Regions from separate parts of the Urocitellus parryii genome. Here region 2 is linked to region 1. Evidence: chromatin contacts called from public Hi-C data. All regions are on one chromosome and are shown on one strand. Each heading gives the region's core, a stretch centred on a gene start, on an enhancer-like site or on the middle of the called end of the contact. The rest is flanking DNA. Distances are from core to core; before and after follow the strand shown. Region 1 holds the start of Rpusd2 (RNA pseudouridine synthase domain containing 2). Region 2 holds the start of Vps18 (VPS18 core subunit of CORVET and HOPS complexes).

Region 1 (3,399 bases), core at 719-3,218:
TTCTGACAATAACAAAGAACAACATGGGGCTGAGATTTGAGAAGGGAATAAACTGAGTGCAGACAAATCATACAATTAAATTAAACGGTTTCCCTGAAAATAAACAAAACAATTTCAAAACTCACAAGTAGAGGGGAGGCCTTGGTAGTTTTTTTTTTTTTTTAGAGAGAGTGAGAGAGAATATTTTAATATTTATTTTTTAGTTCTCAGCGGACACAACATCTTTGTTGGTATGTGGTGCTGAGGATCGAACCTGGGCCGCACGTATGCCAGGTGAGCACGCTACCGCTTGAGCCACATCCCCAGACCCCTTGGTGTAGTTATTTTTAAAAATGTTCATTAAGCTCCAATGATTGTTTGCTGCTATCCTTATCTACAGTCATGCAGAGTAAAGCTATAGCTAAATGGAAGTTAAATTGTATTCACGTGTTAATGTTTACATCTTATTATCTGCAGTCTCTCAGAGAAAGCAAAAGTAACTACAAATAGTGCTATGCCAGAAACTGGTTTCTTGACCAGCGGTGTTGCTTCAGCATGCAATGAACTGGTGCATTCTAAAGTGGTCACGACTGTTGATAACAAGAGGCTTTGTAATTGTATATGGCACATCTTTTGGTCCATGTGAAAACAAGTTTTTTGAATGTTAACTATTTTTGACACTTTGGAGTTACTGTTGCTCTTCCAGTTTCCATTAGGTCAATATATGGTTCATGGCAATACTGTACAAGTTTAAAATTTCATTACAGGAAGTAGTCTGGGGTATGACTAGTAACATGTGGTTCGCCTCTACGAGGTACTGAATCAAACTGCAAGAAAGAATATTTTAGAGTATCATCAAGTTCCATGATTGCAGCTTGGTTTACCGCAATGATAACAATAGTTTGGAGCACTGAAAATTGTTACTACATTCCAATCATGGCCAGTTATATCCCTCCATCACCAGCTGGTGAGCTCTAGACACTAAGGTGAGGCCATTGGCATGATTAAATGTCTCAGAAATATCTTGTCCAAATGTGTAACCAGCTCCTCAAGGAGATATACCCCAACTACCACGATCATTTGGATCTGACCACAGCAAGTCACACATTGGACCCTCATGGGGAACTTCTTGTAGACGATCAAATGCTCTGATATGATCCAGTGTGTCTATGGATGGTGAGAGGTCACCATGTAGACAGAAGATCTGCCCATCCATCAAGGCAGTGAGAGGAAGATAGTAAAAAAGAGCTGTAATATTTCCAAACATTTGCATTCCCATATTTTCTTAAACACTCATCATAGAAACCATAAACTTGTGTAATCTGCCTGCTCTCGTGATTCCCCCGAAGAATGGTGATGCGTTCCAGGTAACGAACCTTAAGAGCTACCACTTGCAGCTTTAATGGGCAAGTGGATCAGTATGGGAGCATATTGGAGGCAAGTGGGAAATTCTGAGTCTTTCTCATGCTGTCAGAAAGACGGACAAGTGTGAAAGACATTTGTATGTGTTTTGAGGGAGGAATTTATTGAGATATGTCACATATTATAATATTCAATCATCTTAAGGTATATATGATTTTTAGTATATTCACAGAAGTTGGCAGTCTTCATTCTGGTGATACTTTTTGTTTGGTTTTTATTTCAAATCAAGCTCCTTTCAAGCGTTTCTCCAGATCTAAGGAATTTTGAGCAGTCGTCTACACTCAACGTACACGAACGACTCCTGCGACGGCTTTTATACAGAGCAATCCCAAATATTTTCTTTATGAAATAACGCCAGATTTCCCTCGTCGAAGAAGTTATGACCGTTTTTGGTAAGACATTCTCGCAACCTCACAATTCACCACTTCGGTCAACTCTTCCAACTTAATTCAATTTGTTGAATTAACTCACTCAATCGCAGACCCCGCCTCGGCACTGGGCCTCTCTGATTGGCTGATGCCGAGTGACGTCTTCAGACAGCGACACCCGAGCGGTGGCTGAGGGGTTATGTGGCTGGACCGCCGCGGGTGGCTCGGGCTTGTGGTGCAGTGGCGCTTTGACCTCCGGCCCCTCAGCCTAGCTTGGACCTGGGGTAGCTATAGGGGTCCGATGGCGGGAACACTGTCCACCCGAGCTGAGGCAGCAGACGGGCTGAGGGCTCCGACTCAGCAAAACGGAGACGCTGGTAGCGACGCTAGGGTTGAGCCGCTTCCAGGGCGCCCAGAGCCCGGGGGCCCAGTAGTGGAGCCAGCCGCGGGGATCGTGGAGCAGACTCCAGGAGACAGAGAGGAACCTTCGGCCCTAGCCCCAGATCCAGGCAAGCGGAAGAAGCGGCGGGGCGCAACTCGGGAGCGCGTAGTGCCGCCCCCAAAGAAACGGCGGACTGGGGTCAGCTTCAGCGATGAGCACTTTGCAGAGACCAGCTACTACTTCGAAGGCGGCCTGCGCAAGGTGCGGCCCTATTACTTTGACTTTCGAACCTACTGCAAAGGCCGCTGGGTGGGTCACAGCTTGATGCATGTCTTCAGCACCGAGTTCCGAGCCCAGCCGCTCGCCTACTATGAAGCCGCGATCCGGGCAGGCCGCCTGCATCTCAACGAGGAGCCAGTACAGAACCTCAGCATTGTGCTCAAGGTGCAGTCCTGATGGGGCTGGCTAGAAGGCGGGAGAGGAAAGGATCAGGATTTTGGGTTTTGTTTTTCAGACTTGGTATATAGGTGTGGGAGTTAAATTATGGTAATTCAGAAGCGTTTTCCTTTTCACTTGGAACACTCCTTTTTAGTCTCTGCTTCCTGTCTCCCCAAGTAGATAGCCTGTTTATGCTTCAGAACTCAACCTGTTTATCCTCCCCATCAAGGTGGCTTCCTTGTTTCTAAGGAACATAAGTTGGAATTATCATAGTTCCTTTTTGTATGTTGTCTTGTGGCAAGGGCACTACCCACTTTCTACCCTGCATCTTAGGTCTCTGTACAAATAGTGATAATAGAGGCTATCATTTATGTCTCCTGGGTGTTGGGCACAAAGTTAAGCATTTTACGTAATACAACATTGAATTCTAATCTCAGCTTTGTGCAGTAGGTATTGCCACCCCATTTTGTTTTTAAGAAAACTGAGGAACAGGGCCACTTCCAAAGTTTGTGTTCTCATAGCTACTGTTTAAACTATTTATCATAGAGCCTGACATGTAATACATTGTGGGATGTCAGGGATAGAGACCAGAATTGTCTATACAGGTGCTTTGACCCCTTTAAAATTCTGTCACATCAAGAGGTACCAGACACCTCTGATAGTAACACAAGGCAATTTCAAAACTTAGGGATTTCCTCTCCTGTCCCAATTATGAAAAGTATAGTTCTGGTCTAACCCTCATATTTTACAGATAAGGAAACTGAGTTCTAGAGAAATTGACTTCTCCAAGAACTTGTAGAGAGCCTATGG
Region 2 (2,994 bases), core at 69-2,568, 260 kb after region 1:
TCTCTCTTTAAAAAAAATGGAAGGTATAGTGCAAACCTGCATGCCTTTGAGAGTGAAAGGGCACTTTTCATTTTTAGGATGGGGTTACCTGCAAAAGTGAGGGCAGCTGTGACCCTGGCTGAAAGCCTTTCACTTTAGCAAGGGGGCCCCAGAAGGAGACAGATTTCATCTGGGTCACCTAGGCAGATGGAAAACAGAAACCCAAATGTAGTGGCACTTGAGCCCTCAAACTTTTTTTTTTTTTTTTTTTTTTTTGGTACCAGGGATTGAACCCAGGGGTGCTTAACCACTGAACCACATCCCCAGTCCTTTTTAATATTTTATTTAGAAACAGGGTCTTGCTAAATTGCTTAGGGCCTCACTAAGTTGCTGAGGCTGGCTTTTAACTCCCCATCCTCTGCCTCAGTCTACCCAGCATCTTGGATTGCACATGTGCACCGACACACCTGGTCCAACCCCTCAAATTTCTGGGCCTTAGGATTACTTCTCTGACTTTGGCTAGTGGCTCTCACCTTTTCCACCACCTCCATTTGTCCTTCATTCCTGCTAGGCTTTTTGGGTATATGTTCCTTGCTCCTCCGTGTTCCCACAGTCCGGTGGCCACGTCGATGGCCGCGCACCATGAGGCCAGAGACCTTGGTTGGTTTTGTTCTCTCTGCCATGTCCCCAGAACCTGGCACAGAGGGATGCTCATTTGTGGATCCAGTGACCTTATGCATAAGTGATCTCAATCACTTCTAATATTAATGATCTATTTATTGGTCCACCGCAGCTACCAAGACAGGTCTTGCTAAGTTGCTACTTAAACTTGCCAAGACTAGACTGGCCTCAAACTTGCTACCCTATCACCCCCCCACCCCCGTCTCAGTCTCCCAACTACCTGGGATCACCGCCACTTCGCCTGGCTTTGCCTGTGTCGTGTGAAGGTAGACAAAAATAATATTAGATTAAGGAACAGGAGGTCCTAGGGAGGGTATCTAGGCAGCGGGCTGTTGGAGAGGCTGAGCAGACCATCTGAGAAGGGGAAGCCTGGCCTTGAGAGCTGCGAAACCGCTACACTGAGGCTGGACTGCGCGGGGAGCGTCAGGAAAGAGGCTGAGAAAGCCGGGACTTCCCCCTGGTGTCGAGACCCGGAACTGCAGCAGGGCCTGGCGGGGGGGGCTTGGTAGGCAGGGCACGCCCACCAGCCGGCGGCGCTCGGGCCACTAGGGGCGCACCCGCCTTGGCCCCACCCCGCCCTCGCAGCCCCTGCGGCGCCTGCGGGTGGAGGCCCGGCGGCTGACTGCTCCCGCAAACGCGGGGCTCTGAGAACCCGGAAGTTACGCCATAGGCGTGCGCCAGGGGAGCGGGAGTCAGCTGAGCTGCCGGGCGAGGTTGGGGGGATCGGCTAAGAGGAGTTTGGGTTCACTTGGGGGCCGAGTGGGGTGCAAGATTGCTCCAGATTCAAGGGGAAGGACTCTCCCACCTTCTTTCTCTATAAAGCGAGAGCGAGAACGTCCAAGGAGGCCGCGGTGGCTGGTTCCCAGGATCTGTCAGAGGCTGGGGAGTCGCAGCTTCCAGTCCGGGGCGACGGGGATCCCTGGGGGCAGCCCAGTCGTGATCTCCGCGCCCCGGACGAAGGACCCAGAGGTCGAACACCATGGCGTCCATCCTGGATGAGTATGAGGACTCGCTGTCGCGCTCCGCTGTCTTGCAACCCGGCTGCCCTAATGTGGCAATCCCCCACTCGGGTAAGAAAGAAAGGGGCGCCGATGCCCCCTTTTGGCACCTTTGGGGCATGAGCGGGAAGGGCGGCTCCAAAAACTCGGAATCACCTCCGGAACTTGAATTTTGCGACTCCTTATTTTCCTCCAGCTCTCTTGGCTCCCAGCTGGCGAATGGTGGAAGTTTGAAAGAGCCATAAGAGCAGCCGCATGATCTAGGGCCTGCCACTAGGGTCCTTTCTAAAGAGGGAAGTGGGGCTCAGTTAAGGAAATACTTGCCTACAGGGCCGCAGTTGAGCTGTTGGGAGAATCGAAAATAGAATACAGTTTTTTCCTGATACCTGATTTTTCTGCTTTCCCACCATACCCGAGTGAGAATAGGATAATGAAATTTGTGGAAAAGGAATGTTGTAGAAGGAGGGATGGTCCTAAAGAGAATTTGTCACTGATCTGGGAGAAATGGAGATGAGATATTCTTGGCCTTAGCTAGAGCTGTGTTCGGGGAAATTTTTGTAGAAAGTAGTGCAGAGTTGGCAGAGAGCTGGTCACATTTTGAGCAATTGTCTAGTGAGAAAGCTGCTGCAGTTTTGTTAACACCAATGATTGGAGCGGTTCCCCAGGGCTCCCTCTGCCTTCAGGCTTCTGAAAACTCACTGTTTTTTCACTACTGCATGTTCAGGGAGGAGATAGATAATGAAGTTGGGATTAAGCTAAACAGGGGTTGTGGGACCAAAGACTGATAAAAGAGAATGCTCAAATCAACTCCCTGTAAGACTCACACCCTCCTCTCCTCCCATTACCACTGGAACTAGGTACATCCTGCTGTAATAGCATCTCAGGTGATCAAGAATCAACCATTCCCTGCTGTCAGAAGTGTGAGAAGAGGCCAAGACCCTTACAACAAACGACTTGATCTCAAACTATTTGTTAAACAAAGTGTGGATGGGGAGGAACTACTGGGAGAATTTCATGTAGCACTGTTGTTTCTTGGGGTTTTTTGTTTGGTTTTGTTGCCTGTCTCTTCCATAACTAGTGTTTTCTTTTTTTTTTTTTTTATAAAGTCTAAATAGAGATTTTTTTAAAGTATTTTATTTACATTTTAGTTTTTGGCAGACACAACATCTTTGTTTGTATGTGGTGCTTAACATCGAACCCGGGCCGCACGCATGCCAGGCGAGCGCACTACCACTTGAGCCACATCCCCAGCCCCATAACTAGTGTTTTCTAAACTTCTTGCCTGTAGGGTATGTGAATGCCCAGCTGGAGAAGGAAGTGCCCATCTTCACAAAGC

Evidence for each region. Hi-C and Micro-C count contacts between places; a contact is called where the count stands out from the background.
Region 2: a Hi-C map of liver shows a contact between it and region 1, with 6 times the contacts expected there. The contact joins the promoter of Vps18 here to the promoter of Rpusd2 in region 1. A contact is called at or near these places in 2 of 2 Hi-C or Micro-C datasets (liver and muscle).

Annotation. Positions count from the first base shown.
Region 1 is chr6:88,049,270-88,052,668 of mUroPar1.hap1, forward strand. It overlaps Rpusd2 (RNA pseudouridine synthase domain containing 2), which reads left to right and starts at 1,969. Exons shown (of 3, transcript XM_026391151.2): 1 at 1,969-2,595. The coding sequence starts at 1,969. It also overlaps the pseudogene LOC113183818.
Region 2 is chr6:88,307,687-88,310,680 of mUroPar1.hap1, forward strand. Vps18 (VPS18 core subunit of CORVET and HOPS complexes) reads left to right here and starts at 1,319. Exons shown (of 5, transcript XM_026391808.2): 1 at 1,319-1,730; 2 at 2,947-2,994. The coding sequence starts at 1,640.